2 separate regions of the Mus musculus genome follow, and region 1 is linked to region 2. Evidence: chromatin contacts called from public HiChIP or PLAC-seq data. All regions are on one chromosome and are shown on one strand. The core of a region is the stretch at or near the end of the contact, and the rest is flanking DNA. Distances in the headings are between cores, read along the strand shown. Region 1 overlaps Kiz (kizuna centrosomal protein). Region 2 has its middle 53 kb from the start of Gm52577.

Region 1 (2,700 bases), core at 117-2,616, 260 kb before region 2:
AAAGCTTTCAGCCTCAGAACACCATTTACAATATCAAATACATTAAAGCCTAGATGAAAAGAAAGGCTATGGGGGAAGAAGGCAGCAATAATCTTTACAACTTTGGAATAAGCACATTTCAAGGGTACCAGAAACTTAAATACAAATGAAAAGGTATTATTCTCTAAAAACCCTAAGCATGACTCATATATGAATCTTATAAAAATATCTATTTTTCAGTCATGGTTTGAATCTGAAACACAATTCCATACTAATGATACTAACATAAGATGATAGTTACCAAATCAGGTTAGTTCACCAAAAACCAATGTAACGTTTTTATTGAAAGAAGATTTTCTGAATCAGAATTAGTATTTGACTACAAATACAAACTGTACTAACACCTGGACTGTCTTCTCACTCCCATATAACTTACGGCTTCAGCCACCAGATGCTGAAATCTCAATAGGTTTTGGGTTAAATAGTCACAACCAGTACAGAGATAGTCAAAGGGGACTGGGAATCGTTCTTTGCTGGTCATGAAAGGTTACAGTTATTGGTGATCCTTTTATAGTTTAAGGGGAACCATAACATCTGAAAACTAGAAGATACCAGATGAGGACAGAACAAGTGACTGCACTGGAACACGGCCCTAGACTTCAGGAGGGGTGCAGCAGCCAAACCACTCTCTACTCTCCTTCCTCACAAGAACAAACAGTTGTTTTCCTCAAAAGTCTGGTCAGTGCTTGTCTTTTACTGTAGAAAACAGTCAGCCCCCATAATGGGAGCATCACAGTTTTTCAGAATACATGCTATATGCACGCACTCAGCATCGCTGACGGGTTTGCCTCTTTGTCTTTCTGTCTCTGAGTGGAGAGGTGTGGAGGCTTTTGGATATTTTCTTTTACAATGGACACAATCTGTTTAAAAACAATCCCATTATCTTTATCATCATTTGTTTCAGCCACTTCTGATTTGTCTTTCTAAAAATGGCATACAAACTGGCTAGGCCCTGGCTGGTATGGGGCTTCACAGAAGGGTCAGGAGCGCCCCGTGAAGCCCTTTTCTCTTTTTCCTTCTAGAAGCCTGAAACCTCCTCTTTCATATAAGGTAAAGCGGATGGGGAACGCTATAATGAATTCTTTCTTCAGCTAATCTCTTCCGGAGTAACTTTTGTTTCCTTTTAAATCACTCTTCTATTTTTGGCCCACATTTCCAATTCTGATTATCCCGTTTCACTGCTGGATATGATGGCGAAGGAAATGGCACATTCTACTCTTTTAAAAGCTCTACATGTACTTTTTCTGTTGGCATAAAACAACACAGCTGAAGTCTTTCACCAAAACGGTAGTTGTTCATTGTTTCCACAACCATCTTGGCAACATCGTCAGACTCCCACCCCACAAAGGAAGAGCTACAGCTATTTCCAAATCCTTTTACTTTTGGTCAGTCTGAGTCTTGTAGTAGTGCCAAACTGGGAGAAATATGCACGGATCTAGCTTTAAAAAAGTGCTGGAGGGAGGTGCTCCAGCTTGCTTAGGAAATGGGGGAGTCACGTGCATATGTGTCCATGTTTGTGCATATGTATGTATGCACAAGGAGGCCGGAGATTGATGTCAGATGTCTTCCTCAATTTTTTTCTTTTTCTTTTTTTGAGACAAAGTCTGTCTGAACCTGGGGCTGTCTGACCAGTAAATTCCAGGGATCTCCATTGTCTCTGTTCACTAGGCTGGGATCGCACATGTATAGCACAGTGCGGGCTTTTTTACATTAGATGCTAGGGATCTGAACAGCCAAGTATTCTGACTGAGCCATCTCTGCAGCCCCTGTAATGTTTTTCTTGAGATTTCTGCTTTGTTGAATGTTGGCAAATCTGTTTCATCTCCCTCTGAAACTGAGTCAGTCTTCTGTGCAGACTCAGGAAAAGACTTGGCTTAGCTTGGCCAGGAAACCCCATCATTCTGAAGGTGGTTAAGCAGCACGGTTTCACACAAGGCTTTCCAACAATAGAGTTCTGAAGAAATAAGAAGAAAACTTCCCAAATTAGATGAAAGACATGACCCTACATAACAGAGTTCAACACAGTAAAGAATAAACCAAAACATATCTATACTCATTAGCTTCCAAAGGAAAACTAAATCCAAAGCAAGGCTAAAGATAACAGCAAACTTGCCATTCAGAGAACAGAGCCACTCACAGTGAAGCAGCCAGCCAAACTGCAATTCTTTGAAAAGATCAACCAGTTAAAAACCTTTTGAATGCTCTCGTCAAGAGAAAAGAGCAATGACTCAATTCACTACAATCAGAAATGTAAGTGGATAGGTAATTTGCTACTAATCTTTCATTAAAAAATCTAGGAGAAATCCAGGAGTAAGTTTATACTAATAAACAGAAACACTGCCTCAAATTCAATAAATTCTTAGAAAGGTATTACCAAAAAGAAGCACAGAATCTGAACAGACTTATAGGTCAAGTGATTCACTCAGTGATCGTAATTTCTCACCAAGACAAGTCTGGGAACAGTGGATTTTACCACGTGTTTAAAGGAGGATTTATGCCAGTCATTTCCAAGATTTTGTAAAAACAGGCAAGGAAGAAATATTCACTCTCTGAAACTGATTCTTCACACTAAAACGAGGCAAGGACTCACAAGAAACTAAAGATCACTACCATGCTTGTAGGTGAGAAATTCCCAGTGGAACAGAGCAAACGGAACACATT
Region 2 (2,700 bases), core at 54-2,553:
GAAGGAAGAGTCTCCAGATTAGAAGCGAGTTCAGGCACCTCTGGGTTCAGTACTTGTCTCTTAGCCCAGCCATTCTTAGTCCTCTTGACAGGTGGTTCTGTGACCAAAGGACACCATACAGACCAATGCTAACCCCCATCAGTCTGGTTTCTTCTGTCTTATTTCTTGACCTCAAAAGAAGCATTATAAAACTATGGCAAGGTGTTATTGGGGGGTGGGGTCTGCTTTTGCATGCTATTGATGTTTGTGTTTTGACACAGGGTTTTAGTCTGTCCTCAAGGTTAGCCTGGAACTCACCATGTAGATCTCTCTGGCCTTGAATTCACAATAAGATCTTTCTGTCTCAGATTTTATAGTGTTAGGATTATAGCCATGAGCTACCATGCTCAATTTCTGGAGGGTTGGGGTGGGGGTGGGGGTTGTTGATCTGTTTGTTTTGTTTTTAAACAGAATTACCAGAGATCTTATAAAAACCTTAGTTATTTGCTCGTGTTCTTCACCCCTCCCTCTTTCTCTCAGCACTAATGTTCTGTGAAAACCAGGATTTCTCTCTATCCTCAATACCTACAATGGTCCATGGCATACAGTAGAATCTCAATAAATGTGCGTCGGGGACTGTGGTCTAAGTAAGGATATTTTAACAAAGCATCAAAGTTTGGTGTATATATGGTTCAACAGCATAAGGAAGGCATTAGGGATTTTGTTAATAGGCAGATTCTGATTCAAGGTTGTAGGAGTGGGGATACCCTGAGTCTGCCTTTCCAACAAGGTCATGGATGATGTCATGTCTATGACACTGGTCGGTGAACCACATTTTCAATAGTGAAGCTATCCATGACCAGTATGGTCAAAAACAATCAAGTCCTTCACTTCATCTTCAGGACAAAACACTGATCAGATGGTGATGTTAACTGTTTTTGTTTTGGTTTGTTTTTTATTCATCCTAGAGCCCCAGAAGGTACACACACAGGTAACCACAATGGAAAAATACTCCAGATATTGAATTAAGCAGTTTTGTGATTGGCAGACTGCTCACTACTTCAGTGGAAAAAAATAATGTTTGAAAGCTATGACTACAGTTTCATTTCCATTTGATACGCTGCCCTGTTTATGGCTGCTGCTGATGTCAAACAAACACACTCAGTTCTACCCGGAAAGGAATCTCGAGTCTTCTTCACACATACTATTTCATTGCTTCACAGATGTTGGGGGAGGAAAGAAAAGTGATTCACAGGCCCAGAGTGACTCCTTCAAGGCCACACCACACAGATTTTCCAGTTCCTTCGCTGGTGCAGCCCACACACCAGTTTGCCTTTTTGTGGGAGAATATAAGATGCATTCTTCCTTGACTAGTGCAGAAATGATACTCAGCCCTCCAGATGTTTATATAACAGAGAGCTAAAGACTCATAAACAAAAGAAGACCAGTTGTGCACCAGAGACACTGAGGGCTCTATTCATCGAGATCCACCCGCTGACTTCCACACCCAGCCAAGCTATTTATTCTAGAGTTACCCAGACTATTGAATTCTGTTTCGTGCCCCTCCTTTTTGCTTCACGGGTCCCAGCATCAGAAATTTGAAAAGGAGTGACCATCTTTAATCTCCTTAGGGAGGGTCACTAGAGATGCCAAAGAAGGGACAATGTTGAGTTCAGGGTCACATAAAAAGTTTTGATTTCCAGCGACATACAACCTTATCCCCCTTCCCAGACTAGACCACATCTTCTGAAGTGTGACATCTTACTTCCCAAAAGCCATGACAATCTAGACAGGGGCTCCATCTGACACTGTGTCCAGGGTGAAGAGCACTATTCTGTCATTACTTTCCCATCAGTTTGCCTATCTGGTGGGTGGAAATTAAACACAGAATGGTGGCGCCTTCTGAGGAAATGGAAGTGGGCTCCAGTCATGGTGTTGACAAGCACAGTCCACTGTTGGAAATACATAGAAATTTATTCTGAGATAGCTGTCTACCATTTAGCTACCAAGCAAGGACATCTGGCTGCCCTGCCATGTGCATGAACACTTGAACCCACTGGCAAGCCCTGCAAAGACTCGCTCCATATGCACTCAAATGCTCTTAGACACACGTTACCAACCACTTACCAGGATCATTCCAGACTGTGGAATGACAGTTCCTTTCCCTGATTAAAAATCTCTCCCAGACTTCTAAACCCAATAACATCTAACCAGCTATGCTTACCTTGGAAATACCCTGTCTGGTCTCCCAAATATGTGGTTTACAGGGAAAGGAAATTAAGATGTCCTACACAAATACTTAGAGATGTCATAATTCTTTGATCCATAAGATATGTTGGGTTATAGCTCCGTTTGGTTCTACTTGCTCTCTGAAGCCTTCAGCATCCAGAGCTTTGTTCTCACACCTACAGCATCATCTATATTCCCAGGTGCCTGTCTCCTTTTGATACCTTCCAGAGTCTCCTATCTTCCTAGTCCTGAAATACTCTCCAGCTCTTGCCCTCCACATAGTTTAATGTATTGTGCCTGCAGCTGACAGATGTCATCAAGGCTGACCACCTGCCTGGGTTTCCACATAGCCCCTACCTCCATTGCTTGCCTCTGTGTACATGTCTGTCCCATCATTTGGACTCCCTGTCACTTCTTGCTAGACTCCCCCCACCCCAACCCTAATGGTTGCCTAGGTGACCACCGGTTGCCTAGCACCATCTTTTACCAACC

The links. HiChIP or PLAC-seq counts read pairs in DNA pulled down with a chosen protein or histone mark.
Region 1: an H3K27ac HiChIP or PLAC-seq map of oligodendrocyte precursor cells shows a contact between it and region 2, with 6 times the contacts expected there. The contact joins two enhancer-like sites. A contact is called at or near these places in 2 of 15 datasets of contacts at CTCF or cohesin (large pre-B cells and pro-B cells), 28 of 484 Hi-C or Micro-C datasets (the AtT-20 cell line, B cells, the C10 cell line and 21 more), 7 of 115 datasets of contacts at active chromatin or transcription factors (astrocytes, bone marrow-derived dendritic cells, cardiomyocytes and 2 more) and 1 of 9 other capture datasets (embryonic stem cells).

The regions. Positions count from the first base shown.
Region 1 is chr2:146,883,272-146,885,971 of GRCm38.p6, reverse strand. The region is part of intron 4 of Kiz (kizuna centrosomal protein); the gene reads right to left. It also overlaps the pseudogene Gm19105. Among named protein-coding and RNA genes, the nearest start is that of Kiz, 29 kb to the right of the region's middle. Within about 2 kb of position 1,366, at least 18 of the 459 cell types and tissues checked have an H3K27ac peak or open chromatin away from gene starts, as enhancers often do. A contact at or near this core is called in oligodendrocyte precursor cells, where this site is marked.
Region 2 is chr2:146,627,559-146,630,258 of GRCm38.p6, reverse strand. No RefSeq gene overlaps it. Among named protein-coding and RNA genes, the nearest start is that of Gm52577, 53 kb to the right of the region's middle. Within about 2 kb of position 1,303, at least 15 of the 459 cell types and tissues checked have an H3K27ac peak or open chromatin away from gene starts, as enhancers often do. A contact at or near this core is called in oligodendrocyte precursor cells, where this site is marked.